Linked DNA regions of Ovis aries: region 1 is linked to region 2. The links are chromatin contacts, called in public Hi-C maps. All regions are on one chromosome and are shown on one strand. The core of a region is the stretch at or near the end of the contact, and the rest is flanking DNA. Distances in the headings are between cores, read along the strand shown.

Region 1 (6,785 bases), core at 2,614-5,113, 350 kb before region 2:
GTGATTGCCGGAACCCACCCAGCAAGCCCATCCTTTCCAGCAAAGGTGCTTTGAAGGCACAGTTGCTTTCGGTCTCCTACCATTTTCCTGTGATGGAGAGTGTTCTGGCTTAAATGTAAATTGTATTATGCAGGGACAGTTTTGGAGTTGGCATGGTTGGAAAATCTGTCCTCTCCCTAGAAAAACTTATGCTCGTAACACTGAATTTTTCTTAGGTTTCCAGAGAGACACACAGACACACACACACACACACCCAACCTGGTCACAGCCCCTCCAAAAGCACTGGTCCCCAAGTTCAGAACTTTTTCACTTGCTATCTTTCATAGTCTGTAGAGTTACTTTTCTGATCTTTGCCAATTGTGTCTTTTGTCCTCAAATGTAGGTCGAAAAGCCAGTGTTGAGAACCTGCTCTGAGAAAAGCTGCAGGAATAGGCATAGCACGTCTGTCTCCAGATGCTCTCTCATTTCACATCTGGGGACTCAGAGAAAACCAGCATCGTTATCAGCATTTTATAAATGGCAGAACTAGAGTAAAGAGAGGGCTGGTCCATGCCCCAGAGATGGGCTGTCACAGACAGGCTGGTGTTTGGAGAGACTGTCTTTTCAGAGCTGCCTGGAGCCAAGTCCATCAGGGAGAGATGGGTCAGAGGGCTGGGAGACAGAGCTTCCTGCTGCTCTGAAGCTGGCTTCTCCTCTGGGCATTCGAGGTGGGGGGCGGGGCGGGGCGGGGCGCAGAGCTGCAGGGGGCAGGGGTGTGGCCAGGGCTCAGACCTGGCTCCAGGAACCGGTTCCCTTAGTTGCTGGCCAGTTCCACCCACACCTTGCCAAGGTGGTGGACTCAGGGTGCATTCTTGGACCCTTCCTCAGGTCCCAGGAAACCTCCTCGTAGGCCCCCTCCACCCAGCAGGTGCTGAGAAATGACTGGAGCCCTGGGCATGAGAGCAGCTTTGCCATTGCCACCTGGGCTTGGGCAGCTGAGGGGTAGGGGGGAGTTGTCACCCACTAAGGGGTCTGTGCAGGAGAGTGGAGACCTTGTCCCACCAGGGAGGGGTTTGTGCAGCCGCCTTGGGGCGGGGTGGGGCCTTGGAGTTAGGGTTCCTTTGGCCTGGAGCCCCAGCAGCTGCAAGCTCTCCTGTTGGGCAGAAGGGGAACTTGATTATGCTCACAGACCCAGCTCGGCTGCTCCTGGCTGGAAGCTCTCAGCGTTTTCCCTGATGTTCCCCAAATGCTCTCGGCCCTCAGCCACCAGCACAGTTTGCTATGATTCCACGGCAAACAATACCTGTCCACAAGGAGTTCGCTGCTGCATGGCCAGGCCTGTCTGCGGTCTCAACATCCCTCTCACTTCTGGTGTTGGGGAGCCATCTCCCATTTCTCAGAGGTCCCAGAATCTCCTGGGCAGTGGGGTAGAAGGTCTGGGTGGGAACTAAAGACGGAGCACAAAGCAGTCTTTGTAGAATTGGGACACCGACTGTCTCGGAGCTGGCAGGAACCACACCTGTTCTGTTCATAGGACAGCAGGCTCTTACACTGGACCAAGGGCTGGTGGTCAGGTCCTGGTTCCCACAGTCTCCACAGAGGCAAAGTCATATTATCCCAGGCCTTTCCTGGTGCACGACTTTACGGTTTTAGGTTGTGTAATTATAGATCTAGAAGAAACTTCCCAGATAACTCAGCTGAGCACTTTCACTTTACACCTGAAGAAACAGGCTCGGGCGTGTGGGTGGTTAGCCCAGGTAGGAGCTTGTTAGCCAAGGGGAGTGGCTGCCATGTCTTGCCACCTCCCGTGTTCGGGCACTCTGCCTGCCTCTTACTCGTGTGTGTGTGTGTGGCCTCTTTGGGAACAAGGCTCAGCACAGTGAGACATATGAATATCAGTTCAGTTCAGTCGCTCAATCGTGTCCGACTCTTTGCGACCCTGTGGACTGCAGCACGCCAGGCCTCCCTGTCCATCACCAACTCCCAGAGCTTACTCAAACTCATGTCCATTGTGTTGGTGATGCCATCCAACCATCTCATCCTCTGTCGTCCACTTCTCCTCCCGCCTTCAATCTTGCCCAGCATCAGGAATACATAGGTTGATATTAAGTGACATCAAGGACTTATAACATTTAAGAAGTCAATTCTTGTGAGCTTGTTTGGGGTTTTCCTTCTTAAGCCACCAGGTGGCCTTCTCTCCCCAGCTCGTCACCCGTCCCTGCCCAGTGGTGTGGAAGGAGGGGAGGGAGACCCCTTCATGGGAAACAAAAAATAGGCCTGTAGCTGGTTGCTGCTGCTGCTGCTAAGTCACTTCAGTCGTGTCCGACTCTGTGCGACCCCATAGACAGCAGCCTACCAGGCTCCCCCGTCCCTGGGATTCTCCAGGCAAGAACACTGGAGTGGGTTGCCATTTCCTTCTCCAGTGCATGAAAGTGAAAAGTGAAAGTGAAGTCCCTCAGTCGTGTCCGACTCTTAGCGACCTCATGGACTGCAGCCTACCAGGCTCCTCCGTCCATGGGATTTTCCAGGCAAGGATACTGGAGTGGGGTGCCATTGCCTTTTCTGGAGCTGGTTGAGAGGTTCTTCATTTACTCATGTGTCTGACTTCCGGAGCTCAGTGGGATGACTGGGCTGCATGGTTCTCTACTCCAGTCTTTCTGCCCCATGCCTGGCATGTTATAAGAACGAGGGATGCAACCTTCCTCACCGCAGGGATCAGCAGCACATGTGCTCCCCTCGAGAGGGGGTCTCCTGGGAGCTGCAGGGGTGAAGGGACCCTCTGAGGCCTGGCAGCCCCTCCTCAGGGTCTGCAGGACCCAGCCAGGAAAGGACCTGAGAGCAAGGCCAGGAGACCTTGGGTTCTAGCCTGGGTATCAGTGTCAGGCAGGTAGCCTCCCCCTTGTTGTGTCCGCCCGTGTGGAGATGAGATAGTCAGGGATCTCCAGGGGCCCCTTCAGAAACAAACCCTGGGCCCACCTCTGGGCCCGACCCCACGCCGGCCGTCACTGTGCCTGGAGTTCCTGCCAGTGACCTGCCCTCTGGGTTAAAGCCACTAACACAGCAGCCACCAAAAGGCCCATGTTCAGTATTAAGGGTTAACACCCGAGAAGGGGAAGGCCTACGCTGTTTACTGGCCCCCCTCACACAGCCCAGGCCACGTGTGGATGTGCATGGGGAGTGAGACACACGTGTCAGCTGGGGAGGGGGCGGGGAGCTGGCACGATCTGGGGAAGCCAGGCCCGGGGAAAGGGCTGGGCCCTGAATCGGGGAGGTTCCAGGGCACACACCCAGCTGGTGGGAGGCAAGCATGGGCAGGAAGCAGAGGCCACAGAGCCTGCCCATCATTAGTGCTCCCTCAGCTCGTTCCGGACACTGCAGAGTTGGGCCTGTGCTGGGTGTGACCAGCTATGCCCGGGAGGTGGCCCACGCAAGCCCTGCTGCAGCTAGGCCCTTCCTCATGAGGAGGAGCTGGGGGGTGCGGGGGAGATGTGACAGGTAGCTGCACACCCCAGACTTCACACACATCCTGACCGACGGGGCATCTGGCGGCTGACCATGGCCAGAAATGCTCTGGGAACGACTGTCATCTCCTGAGAGTTAGGTTGCTGGTCTTGACCGCAAGCAGAGTGGACACAGCTCCTGCTTCCTGCTTCCTGCCAGGGCTCTGCCTGCTGCCCGCCACCCAGTCCTGCGGGTGTTTGAGGGTCTCGTGCATGCCCTGGGCTGGGCAGGGCTGGGGAGTCCATGCTGGGGGAGTCTGTGACATGTGCCTCCCTTCTTGGAGCTGCCTGGCCGGCATTGAGAAAACACAGGGCACACAGAGAAGACAAAGAACTAGAAAGTCAGAAACATTGCCCTCCTGCTTTTCCAGCTGAGTAAACTGGAGCAATGCAGTCCAGTCCCAAGGTCAAGGGGAGAAAGTTCACTACTCACGATGCCGGTCGCAAAGTTGCTGTTAGCGGTTTCTTGATGCCAGACTGCAGGGAGGACAGGAGTTGAGATGAGTTAATACTTTCGTGCCCTTGAGAAGTGACAGGAAGGGGACGCACGCTGACACACAGGCAGGATAGGTCGTCTCCTCCCCAGTCCTTGTGGAGCCGGGGTCCCCATGGCTGTGGCCCTGTGGCTCCGTGGATCTGACACCCGGGAGGCCACCACCCCCGCCCCGCATAGTCAGCCCACGCTCATCGCCTGCACCGTCCACCCCGCGTGGGTCCTCTCCTCCCTGCCCTGTTGCCTGGCCTCCCCGACTCGAACTTGCTTTTCCTGGTCATTCTGGTAAAGGGAGGGGCGATGAGGGAGCCCCTGTGAATGCCTCCACCCAGCCTGTGCTGCTGCAGTTCACAGAGCCTTCGGAACAGGTCCACCCTCTTACTCTGCCTTCAGCAGTGGGTCTTCCGGCCTGGAGCAATCAGAGGCCTCACGGGAGGGCGCGGGAGCCCACTCTCAGCACAGTGACCGGAAGCTGGGAGGCTGGAGGGAGATGGTGTTTGCAGGAGCCCAGATGCTGGTGATGTGAGGGGTAGGAGGGGGACTGGGCATTCTGGAACCTTCCCTCCTGCCTTTCCAAGCCTGGCTGCCCTTGTTTCCCTTTCCCCGGCCCTCTACTGCCCTCTCTCTCTCTTCCCCGTCTACACTGGATGCCCTGTTTTTCTGTCCTTTATTTCTAGCAAGACTGAGGATTGGGGCTACTTGAATGAAGATGGAGAGCTCGGCTTGGCCTACCAAGGCCTAAAGCAAGTTGCCAGGTCAAACGTGTGTCTTTCTTCCTGTGTCTGCTATTCTGCCTGCCATGTCTATGCTTGATTATTTTTCAGCTGGAGGGGATGCAAGGGTACAGTTCACTGGAGCGGGGCAGGGCAGGGAGGAGTGTCGGAGGGAAGCCCCTTGCATCGCTGTCTGTCACATTGTGTGGAGGCTGCTTGTTTACCTCACAGACAATAGCTCTTAATGGCTTACCGGAACCTTGAAAACCACCCGGTCCAGCTCCCTCACTCTGTGGGTGAAGGAACAGAGAGGGTTAGTTAACCTGCTTAGCAGGCTCTCAGGTCTCTAGAATGGTGGAAATTTAATTCTGGGACTCCTGAGTCTGTGCTGCTTCCATGCTCCATTTTGACCATCCTGCGTGCAGATCAGCCTAGAGCCCCGGCTACATCTGTGCTGCTGGCCCAGCTCCGGGCAGCCTGCCCTCCAGCACACGTGATGGTCCCCATGGTGGTAACTGCTTGGAGCTCACTAGGGCTGAGTGGCCCGGCCCCAGTGTGCTGCGGTGTCAGCGGGTCTGACCTCATGCCTGTGGGGTGAGGACCCTGGGGCTTGCAGGGAGTGAGGAACTTGCTGCCTACAAGGAAGATCCGGAATGTGGACCTGGTTCCATTTGCTACCAGAGTCTGAATCCAGCCCTTTGGCCATCAGCCCTAAGCAGTCTAGCACAGATTAGACAAACCTAGACAGTGTAATTAAATAAGCAAAGACATCACTTTGCCAACAAAGGTCTGTGTTAGTCAAACCTATGGTTTTTCCAGTAGTTGTGTATGGATGTGAGAGTTGGACTATAAAGAAAGCTGAGCGCTGAAGAATTGATGCTTTTGAAGTGTGGTGTTGGAGAAGACTCTTGAGAGTCCCTTGGACAGCAAGGAGATCAAACCAGTCAATCCTATAGGAAATCAGTCCTGAATAGCCATTGGAAGGCCTGATGCTGAAGCTCCAATGTTTTGGCCACCTGACGTGAACAGCTGACTCATTGGAAAAGACCCTGATGCAGGGAAAAATTGAAGGCGGGAGGAGAAGGGGATGACAGAGGATGAGATGGTTGAATGGTATCACTGACTCGATGAACGTGAGTTTGAGCAAGCTTCAGGAGTTGGTGATGGACAGGGAGGCCTGGCACGCTGCAGTCCATGGGGTCGCAAAGAGTCAGACATGACTGAGTGACTGAACTGAGCTGATGTGAAAAGCCAACTCATTGGAAGAGACCCTGATTCTGGGAAAGACTGAAGGCAGGAGGAGAAGGGGGTGACAGAGGATGAGATGGTTGGATGGCATCACCGATTCAATGGACATGAATTTGGGCAAATTCCAGGAAATGGTGAGGGACAGGGAGGACAGAAGGTGCTGCAGGGCACCAGTTCACAAAGAGGCAGACATGACTCAGCAACAGAGCACCAACAGTAGCACAGCCCGCCCGTCATGTCCCGCTTCTGCGGCCAGCACATGGCTGCTCAGGGCTTTGGCACAGCGTCACACACCTGAGACTGCCAACAGCAGAGGGGGCGGAGGTCCTCAGGCTTGTTTCCCAGAAGAGAAAACAGGCTCAGCGAGGTGGGGTGAGGGCCATGCTGGCACCCTCGGCCTGATGCTGGCAGAGCTGGGCCAGGAACCTAGGGCCTCGAGCGCCGTCTTCCGAGTTCTGCCTGCCAAGGACATCTCCAAGGTCCTGGAGCAGCACCAAGAGCCTCTCTTATTGGCAAAAGAAAGTTCAGGTCGGCTGGCTCTCGCAGCCGTGTGTCTCCTGGCTATGGGTTCGAACTTGGCCCCACCTGTGAGCCACGTGACATCTGGCTCCATTTTCTCACTGGTAGAATGTGGATCAGAATCAGACCTTCCTTCTCAGGTTGTTGTCAGGAATAGATGCAGGGGACGCACTCTGTACACACACCTGGCGTGGAGGAAGCACGGGATAAATACTAGCTGCTGCTTGTATTATAACAGCTATTTTGGAGTAAGATCAAATTCCTGCCCCATCTAGATGTTTGCTTTATTTTGGTTTGGGAACGGAAATTGGATGTGCTTTGATATGTAATGAA
Region 2 (7,722 bases), core at 4,315-6,814:
CATCGAGTCAGTGGTGCCATCCAGCCATCTCATCCTCTGTCGTCCCCTTCTCCTCCTGCCCCCAATCCCTCCCAGCATCAGAGTCTTTTCCAATGAGTTAACTCTTCGCATGAGGTGGCCAAAGTACTGGAGTTTCAGCTTTAGCATCATTCCTTCCAAAGAACACCCAGGACTGATCTCCTTTAGAATGGACTGGTTGGATCTCCTTGCAGTCCAAGGGACTCTCAAGAGTCTTCTCCAACACCACAGTTCAAAAGCATCAATTCCTCGGCACTTAGCTTTCTTCATCACGAACTCGATGGACGTAAGTTTGAGTGAACTCTGGGAGTTGGTGATAGACAGGCATGCCTGGTGTGCTGCGATCCATGGGGTCGTAAAGAGTCAGATACGACTGAACGACTGAACTGAACTGAACTGAACTGAACTAGCTTTCTTCACAGTCCAACTCTCACATCCATACATGACCACTGGAAAACCATAGCCTTGACTAAACGGACATTTGTTGGCAAAGTAATGTCTCTGCTTTTTAATATGCTATCTAGGTTGGTCATAACTTGTGTTTTATAGCAGTGGCTCAAAGATGGGATCTCTGACAAGATTAGGGTGTGAGCTGGGCTTGCAGTCCCCTAATCTCTTAGTCTTGGTGAACTTCTCTGATCTCTTTAATCTTGCCTCAAGTGGTCTCCTAGCTGCTGCTTCTTGAATAGCAACAGTTGGGATCCACCCTTTGGAACTCAGGGAAGGTCATGGAGGCTGGAGTCTTGCCCATAAGAAATGGGGGACAGAAAGGTCTCCGAACCTGGGAGTCCCACAGGCCTCCACTCAGTTTCACTCCCACCTTCTTCACCCTTACCAAACTCATATTACCTCATCTGCTACAGCTTTTCTGGTATTTTGCAGAATTTTCCAGACTCTAATCTGAGCTTTCTGGCCTTACCATTCCACCTAGTGTCAGAGCAAGAGGAGTCGTCCTTGACATTGCTTTCACTAGGGTCACCTTGATGAATGCAGCAGCAGTGGGCTGAGAAAGGGAGACTGTGACCTGGGCACAGAGAACATTGTAACAGCTGGAGGGAAGCTTGGCAGCCAGTCAAGAGCTGGACGGTCCTTGGAACTTCCCTGGCAGTCCAGTGGCTAAGACTCCACGCTCCCAAGGCAGGAGGCCTGGGTTTGATCCCTGGTCAGGGAACTAGACCCCCCAAATGCTGTAATGAAAGGTCCTTCATGCCACAAATAAGACCTGGCACAGCCCCCCTCCAAAAAAAGGAGAGCTGGATGGTCCAGAGGCAGGATGGAGAAGCACAGGCTAGCCATAGTGAGCCGAGGTGTTGCTGTTGTTCAGTCGCTTAGTCGAGTCCAACTCTTTGCAACCCTATGGACTGCAGCATGCCAGGCTTTCCTGTCCTTCACCATCTCCCGGAGCTTGCTCAAACTCATGCTCATGGAATTGACAATGCCATCCAACCATCTCATCCTCTGTCGTCCCCTTCTCCTCCTGCCCTCAATCTTTCCCAGCATCAGGGTCTCTTCTAATGAGTCAGCTCTTTCCATCAGGTGGCCAAAGTATTGGAGCTTCAGCTTCAGCATTAGTCTTTCCAATGAATATTCAGGATTGATTTCCTTTAGAATTGACTGGTTTGATTTCCTTGCAGTCCAAGGGACTCTCAAGAGTCTTCTTCAGCACCACAGTTCAGCAGCATCAATTCTTCACCATTCAGCCTTCTTTACGGTTCACTCTCACACTGGTACATGGCTACTGGAAAAACCAAAATGGACCTTTGTTGACAAAGTGATGTCTCTGCTTTTTCGTACAGTGTCTAGGTTTTTCATTGCTTTCCTTAAAGTGAAAGTGTTAGTTGCTAAGCCTTGTCCTACTCTTTGCTGAGCTCTATCTACGGAATCTTTGCAATGTTATTTATTGCATTTAATAGACTACGATTTCATGTAGAAGTAACTTTTTGTTTTTCTTTTTTGGCTAAGCCATTCAGCTTGTGGGATAATAGTTCTCTCACCAGGGATGGAACCCAGGCCCCCAGCAGTAGAAGATAGGAGTCCTAACCACTGGGCTGCCAGAGAATTCTCAATGACGTAAATTTTTTTATTTCTTCTTTTTTTTTTAACATGTACACACTGCTTTATTTATTTTTGGTGATGCTAGGTCTTCATTGCTGCACACAGCCTTTCTCTAGTTGCAGTACACAGGCTTATTGCAGTGGCTTCTCTTGTTGTGGAGCACCAACTCTAGGCTTGTGTGCTTCAGTAGTTGGAATACAGGGGCTCATTAATTGTGGCTTGCAGGCCATAGAGTGTACAGGCTTCAGTAGCTGTGGCACCTGGGCTCAGCTGCTCTGTGCCCTCTGGAATCTTCCCAGACCAGGGATTGAACCTGTGTCCCCTGCATTGGCAGGCAGATTTTTGTCCATTGTACCACCAGGAAAGATGCAACTTTTAAATGCACTGGGAAACCAAAAAAATCCATGTGACTTGCTTAATCACAGTGCTGTGAAACTGAACCCACAATATCTCAGAGGTATGCCTGTATTGAGAGAAGTGGAAGACTGTTACAGGTTCAGCTATGGGCTGGCAGCACAGTTAGGCAGGCTAATGAAGGTACCAACTTTTACAGCTTCAACTACAAAATCATGTGACTTTTACCAAAATTTCTTGAATTCATCTACCACTCTCCATTCTCTTTGCCAAAAAAATTAAACTGAACCTCATCAGTTCAAGCCACTCCCATCTTTTACCAGCCTCTGGCCTTGCCCCTGAGGCATCCCAAATTTCTTTCTATAGAGTGATCTTTTCAAAAGTTAATCTGGTCAGGTCACCTCTCCCATGCCCATCCCCAAAGGTTTAAACACTTTCAGAAGTCCCTCATTGACCTTGAAGATGAAAGTTGCTCAGTCATGTCTGACTCTGCGATCCCATGGACTAGACAGTCCATGGAATTCTCCAGGCCAGAATACTGGAGTGGGTAGCCTTTCCCTTCTCCAGGGGATCTTCCCAACTCAAAGAGCAAACCCAGGGCTTCTACACTGCAGGTCGATTCTTTACCAGATGAGCCACAAGAGAAGCCCGTTGACTTTAAGTTAAATTAAAAACTCCTTGACAGATAAATAGGGTCCCGCCAGATCAGGTTTGCCACTCGCCCTTACCTCTCCCCACCCACAACCAAAAGGAATCCAAGCCCTTGCAGTTCCCATAGCAGAATTTCTTGCTGGCAATAATAATTGTTTCTCTCTTACTGTATTGCCATGACCAGCTAGTTCCTTCTGGTCATTCATGGTGCAGTTGCCATGTCGTCCGCTCGGGAGAGGCTTTCCTACTCTACATGTTCACCCTACTTTAGCAATTTCACACTGTATTCTAACTGGCTGTTCACCTCCTAGTTACCTCTCTGTCTCTACCCTTATTCCAAGACTGTGGGTTCCTTGGCAGCCGAGGCTCTCCTAGTATTTGTTAGAGCATAACATCCAGCACAATGGCAGGCATATAAATGTTCGATCAATATTCATTGAATGGCTAAGTGAACAAATCAACTGATTGCTAAGGATGACCCCTATTTGCAGTATGCAATTGCTTTAATAATTAAGATTTCTTAGAAATAAATATAGTAAAATTAAAATATACTTTTCCCAGTACATGCAAAAGAAAGCCTGTTTTCCCTTGAGTATTTTCCCAAGGGTTTGTAAACTTGTGCCATGGACCTTTTTTATACTATGGTTTGTGAACCCCTTCACAGGATATTTTTGTGTGCATGTCCGACTCTTTGCAACCCCATGGACTGTAGCCCTCCAGACTCCTCTGTCCATGGGGATTCTCCAGGCAAGAACACTGGAATGGGTTGCCATGTCTTCTTCCAGGGGATCTTCCCAATCCAGGGATTGAACCCAGGTCTCCCACATTGCAGGCAGATTCTTCACCTTCTGAGCCACCAGGGAACTCCTGTATTTTTTAAATACAAATAATAAAATACTGTTACATAGGAACCAATATGATTGCTGTGTGGTTTGTTGCCTACATTCACAGTGGAGAAACATGCTAAATTTCAGATAGAAGTTCTAACCTCACTGTTTAACTAAACAGATTGGAGGAAAATATGTATCTCAAATACAATTTAAAGAGTTCACTTAAATTTTACAGAAAAGTCACTGAGGCTATAAAAGGAAGACACAAAGCGAAGTGCTAACGCCACCAGTGACCCTAAGTGAATAACCAGTAAGATGACGTGGGTGAGAAAATGCACCTTGGCATTTTTATTTTCCAGGAAAATAAATCTTTTGCCACATGAAGGTCTACAAGTTGCAGTGGGGAAACCAGACGGCAATCTTGAACGAGACGCTTCAGTTAGTACATACTTTATATGGGCTGCTTTACAATTGATTGTGTGATATTCTAAAACTGAGAATTTATGATTAACATAATTGCATCCCATCCTTTGGATCTCCCTAATTTTTCCTTTTGGGCTTCCCTGGTGGTCAGTGGTAAAGAACTTTCTGCCAACACAGGTGATGAGGGTTTAATCACTGGGTCACAAAGATCTGCTGGAGAAGGGGATGGCAACCCACCCCAGTATTCTTGCCTGGGAAATCCGATGAACAGAGGAGTCTGGTGGGCTACATTCCATGGTGTTGCAAAGAGTCAAATATGATTTAGTGACTAAACAACAACAACAGAGAATTGAACCTTTACAAATAATTTTCCTATAATCACATAACCAAACCTAATGAATCTTGATGAATAAATGTCTCATCTATACCTAAATAATATGTAGTATTGTCCTAGAACTACAAACTTGTTTCGCTTTGTTTTTATATTGGAGTATCCTTGATTACCTCATTTCACTTCCCTGGTGGCTCAGACTGTAAAGAGTCTGCCTACAATGAGGGAGACCAGGGTTCAGTCCCTGGGTTGGGAAGATCTCCTGGAGAAGGAAATGGCAACCCATTCTAGTATAATTGCCTGGAAAATCCCATGGACGGAGGAGCCTGGTAAGCTACAGTCTATGGGGTCGCAATGAGTCCGACCCGACTGAGCAACTTCACTTATCCTTGATTAAGTATGTTATGTTAATTTCAGATGTACAGCGAAATGATTCAGTTATACTTCTACATATGTATTTTTTTTTTCAAAAGTCTTTCCCAGTTAGGTTGTTACATTATACTGAGCAAAGTTCCTTGTGCTATACAGTAGGTCCTTGCTGGTTACACATTTTAAATAGAGCAGTGTGTACATGTCAATCCCAAACTCCCTAACTATCCCTCCCCGCCTACACTTCCCCCTTGGTAACTATAAGTTCGTTCTCTAAGTCTGTGACTCTATTTCTGTACAAACCTGTTTTTAATTGACAGATATTTAAAATACATAACTTTATTTCTGTATAAAAAAAGGAGAATTTTGACACGGTCCCTAAGCCTCTGATTCGTTTTCAGATCTTCTCAAACATTTTCCACATTCCCTTTCTCCTCCGCCTTCCCCCAAGTCTACAAATCTCGTTTCTTTTGGCTGGGACTCTCGCGAGATGTCGAGGTCTCATGAATTCTCCCATGAGCCACCGCTCTTCCTTTTCCGGTAAGCGGCCTGAGGTGAGTGTGTCTTCGGCATCTTTCTCTAGGGATGAATCCTCCGGTAATCCCTGCCATCCTGGCATTCTCGGCGCCAATTTCGAGACCCTCAGAAGAAGGATTCTCGCGCCTACTGATTCCTCCTTGGTGGAGCAGTTCTGTGCGGGGGGACGCGTCGGAGCCCCCGGCTCGGCGCCCCTGCGCTGTCGGGCCTCTACAGGCCGCAGTGGGCGAGAATGGGGGTGACGAGGTTAGAGGCCGGCTGTGGTCGGTGCCGACTCCTGAGGGCCAGTGTCTCGCGGTGAGTGGTGGCCGCGAACGCTGCGTATTTGGGGCCGAATGGAGAGAAAGTTTTTGGGGGAAATAAGGTCAAGTTGGGTCGAGGTTTACTCAGTGGCTGAACGTGAGTTGAACTGCGCTTAACGCGGATAATACCCTGAAAGTGTGTGGAAAGCTTGGCTTTGTTGCGAATCTGTGTGAGTAAAGGAGGTTATTGTAGAGGGGTGTCGTTAGGTCGCGTTAACTTTGACCTGAAGGGTCTGATGCTGAGCAGGGCGCTGGGCTGCTCCGCACGGATACTTGAATCCAGATTTGGATGGAAACGGGCTGTGTTTTCTTTCAGAGGGTTAGGGGAAGGGCGTCTGTGTCACTAGTCTTAGTGTCAACGCTGCTGTAGGCATCTAGTGGTAGCTGAGATGAAACTGGATTGAGAGGAGGATGGCTGCAATGATGGCATTTCTTAGGACACCTTTGGATTAATCATGAAAACAACTACTCTCTGAGCAGCTGTGGACAGAGTTTATAGTACATATTAAACTGTGAGTTGCTGTAAATACATGTTGACAGTTATTCTTGCTCCCAGGTGACTCCTAAAAATGGTGCGCTATTCACTTGACCCAGAAAACCCCACAAAATGTAAGTGAGCAAGCAGCTTTTCTTATTTTGGAGTATGAGGCACCCAGATACCAAGATTAACCCAAAAAATTTTTTTCTGGTATTTTTTAGCATGCAAATCAAGAGGTTCAAATCTTCGTGTACACTTTAAGGTATGTGAATCATAGTTATGCTCTGAAAGAGTTGTTCCTTGAGTATTTTTTAACCGTTCTGAAAAGGTAGCTGCGATGATGTGTTTCTTAGGACACCTTTGGATTCACCATGAAAATAAATCCATTTCTGAGCAGCCACCTTTTAATGAACACCTTGACTTAGGATTTGTGGAATTGGGTAAAATTACCAGAGAACTGCTTGAGAAACTAGTGCACAGATCAAGATGATAATGGAGAATATATTAACAGTGAATAAACAGGTTTAGGATTCACATTTCTCCACTTTCAAAGCAAGCCTCCCTGGCTCATAACAGATTGTGTAATATGTTTCAAGAAGGGAAAGGATTTGGCTCTTGATAAAGGTTGACACTTTGGAAATACTGGAATTTGTTTAAATCTGATTTTTTTTAAAGGGTAGCTAATTCACAGCTTACATTATTTATGTTTAGAACACTCGTGAAACTGCCCAGGCCATAAAGGGTATGCATATCCGAAAAGCCACCAAGTATCTGAAGGACGTCACGTTAAAGAAGCAGTGTGTGCCGTTCCGCCGCTACAACGGTGGAGTTGGCAGGTGTGCACAGGTAAGAGTTCCTAGTTGTCATTTAAAAAGACAGTTTGTTAGGGAAGGGAGTAGATAAAGTAAAAATGGCCAATGTCTTCCCTTTACTGAGGCTCCTTATGGTTGCTGTGATGACAGTCTTTGGGACACCTTTGGATTAACCATGAAAAAAAGCATGTTTTGAACAACCTTGATGTTGGTCGAAGTAGATTCATCGAGTAACATTGATTTAAATAGAGGGAAGTTACTAATAAACTCTCTTTTGTTTTTTAGGCCAAACAGTGGGGCTGGACTCAGGGTCGATGGCCCAAAAAGAGTGCTGAATTTTTACTACACATGCTCAAAAATGCAGAGAGTAATGCTGAACTTAAGGTACCCACACTATAAGCATCTTTACACACGCAGCTTGGGTTGTTGACTCAGTAACAGTTGTTGTCTGGATCTATTTTCTTGGTTGACTTGTTTTTACTTTGACTTGATGAAAGTAGCAAAATTTCCGATTAAAAGGACTATTTTAAATCTCTACTTTCAGTTTCCAACAGGAAAAAAG

What was found. A called contact is a pair of places that touch in the nucleus more often than the background predicts.
Region 1: a Hi-C map of liver shows a contact between it and region 2, with 3 times the contacts expected there. The contact joins the enhancer-like site here to the promoter of C23H18orf32 in region 2. A contact is called at or near these places in 3 of 16 Hi-C or Micro-C datasets (liver and tail adipose tissue).

Annotation. Positions count from the first base shown.
Region 1 is chr23:49,817,754-49,824,538 of ARS-UI_Ramb_v3.0, reverse strand. All of the region lies in intron 29 of MYO5B (myosin VB), which reads left to right. Among named protein-coding and RNA genes, the nearest start is that of ACAA2, 42 kb to the right of the region's middle. Within about 2 kb of position 3,863, at least 7 of the 54 cell types and tissues checked have an H3K27ac peak or open chromatin away from gene starts, as enhancers often do. A contact at or near this core is called in liver, where this site is marked.
Region 2 is chr23:49,467,253-49,474,974 of ARS-UI_Ramb_v3.0, reverse strand. It overlaps C23H18orf32 (chromosome 23 C18orf32 homolog), which reads left to right and starts at 5,564. Exons shown (of 6, transcript XM_060405272.1): 1 at 5,564-6,479; 2 at 6,570-6,610; 3 at 7,060-7,194; 4 at 7,446-7,722. It overlaps LOC114110520 (small nucleolar RNA SNORD58), which reads left to right and starts at 6,681; the gene lies at 6,681-6,746. It overlaps LOC114110519 (small nucleolar RNA SNORD58), which reads left to right and starts at 6,286; the gene lies at 6,286-6,351. LOC114110521 (small nucleolar RNA SNORD58) reads left to right here and starts at 7,296; the gene lies at 7,296-7,361.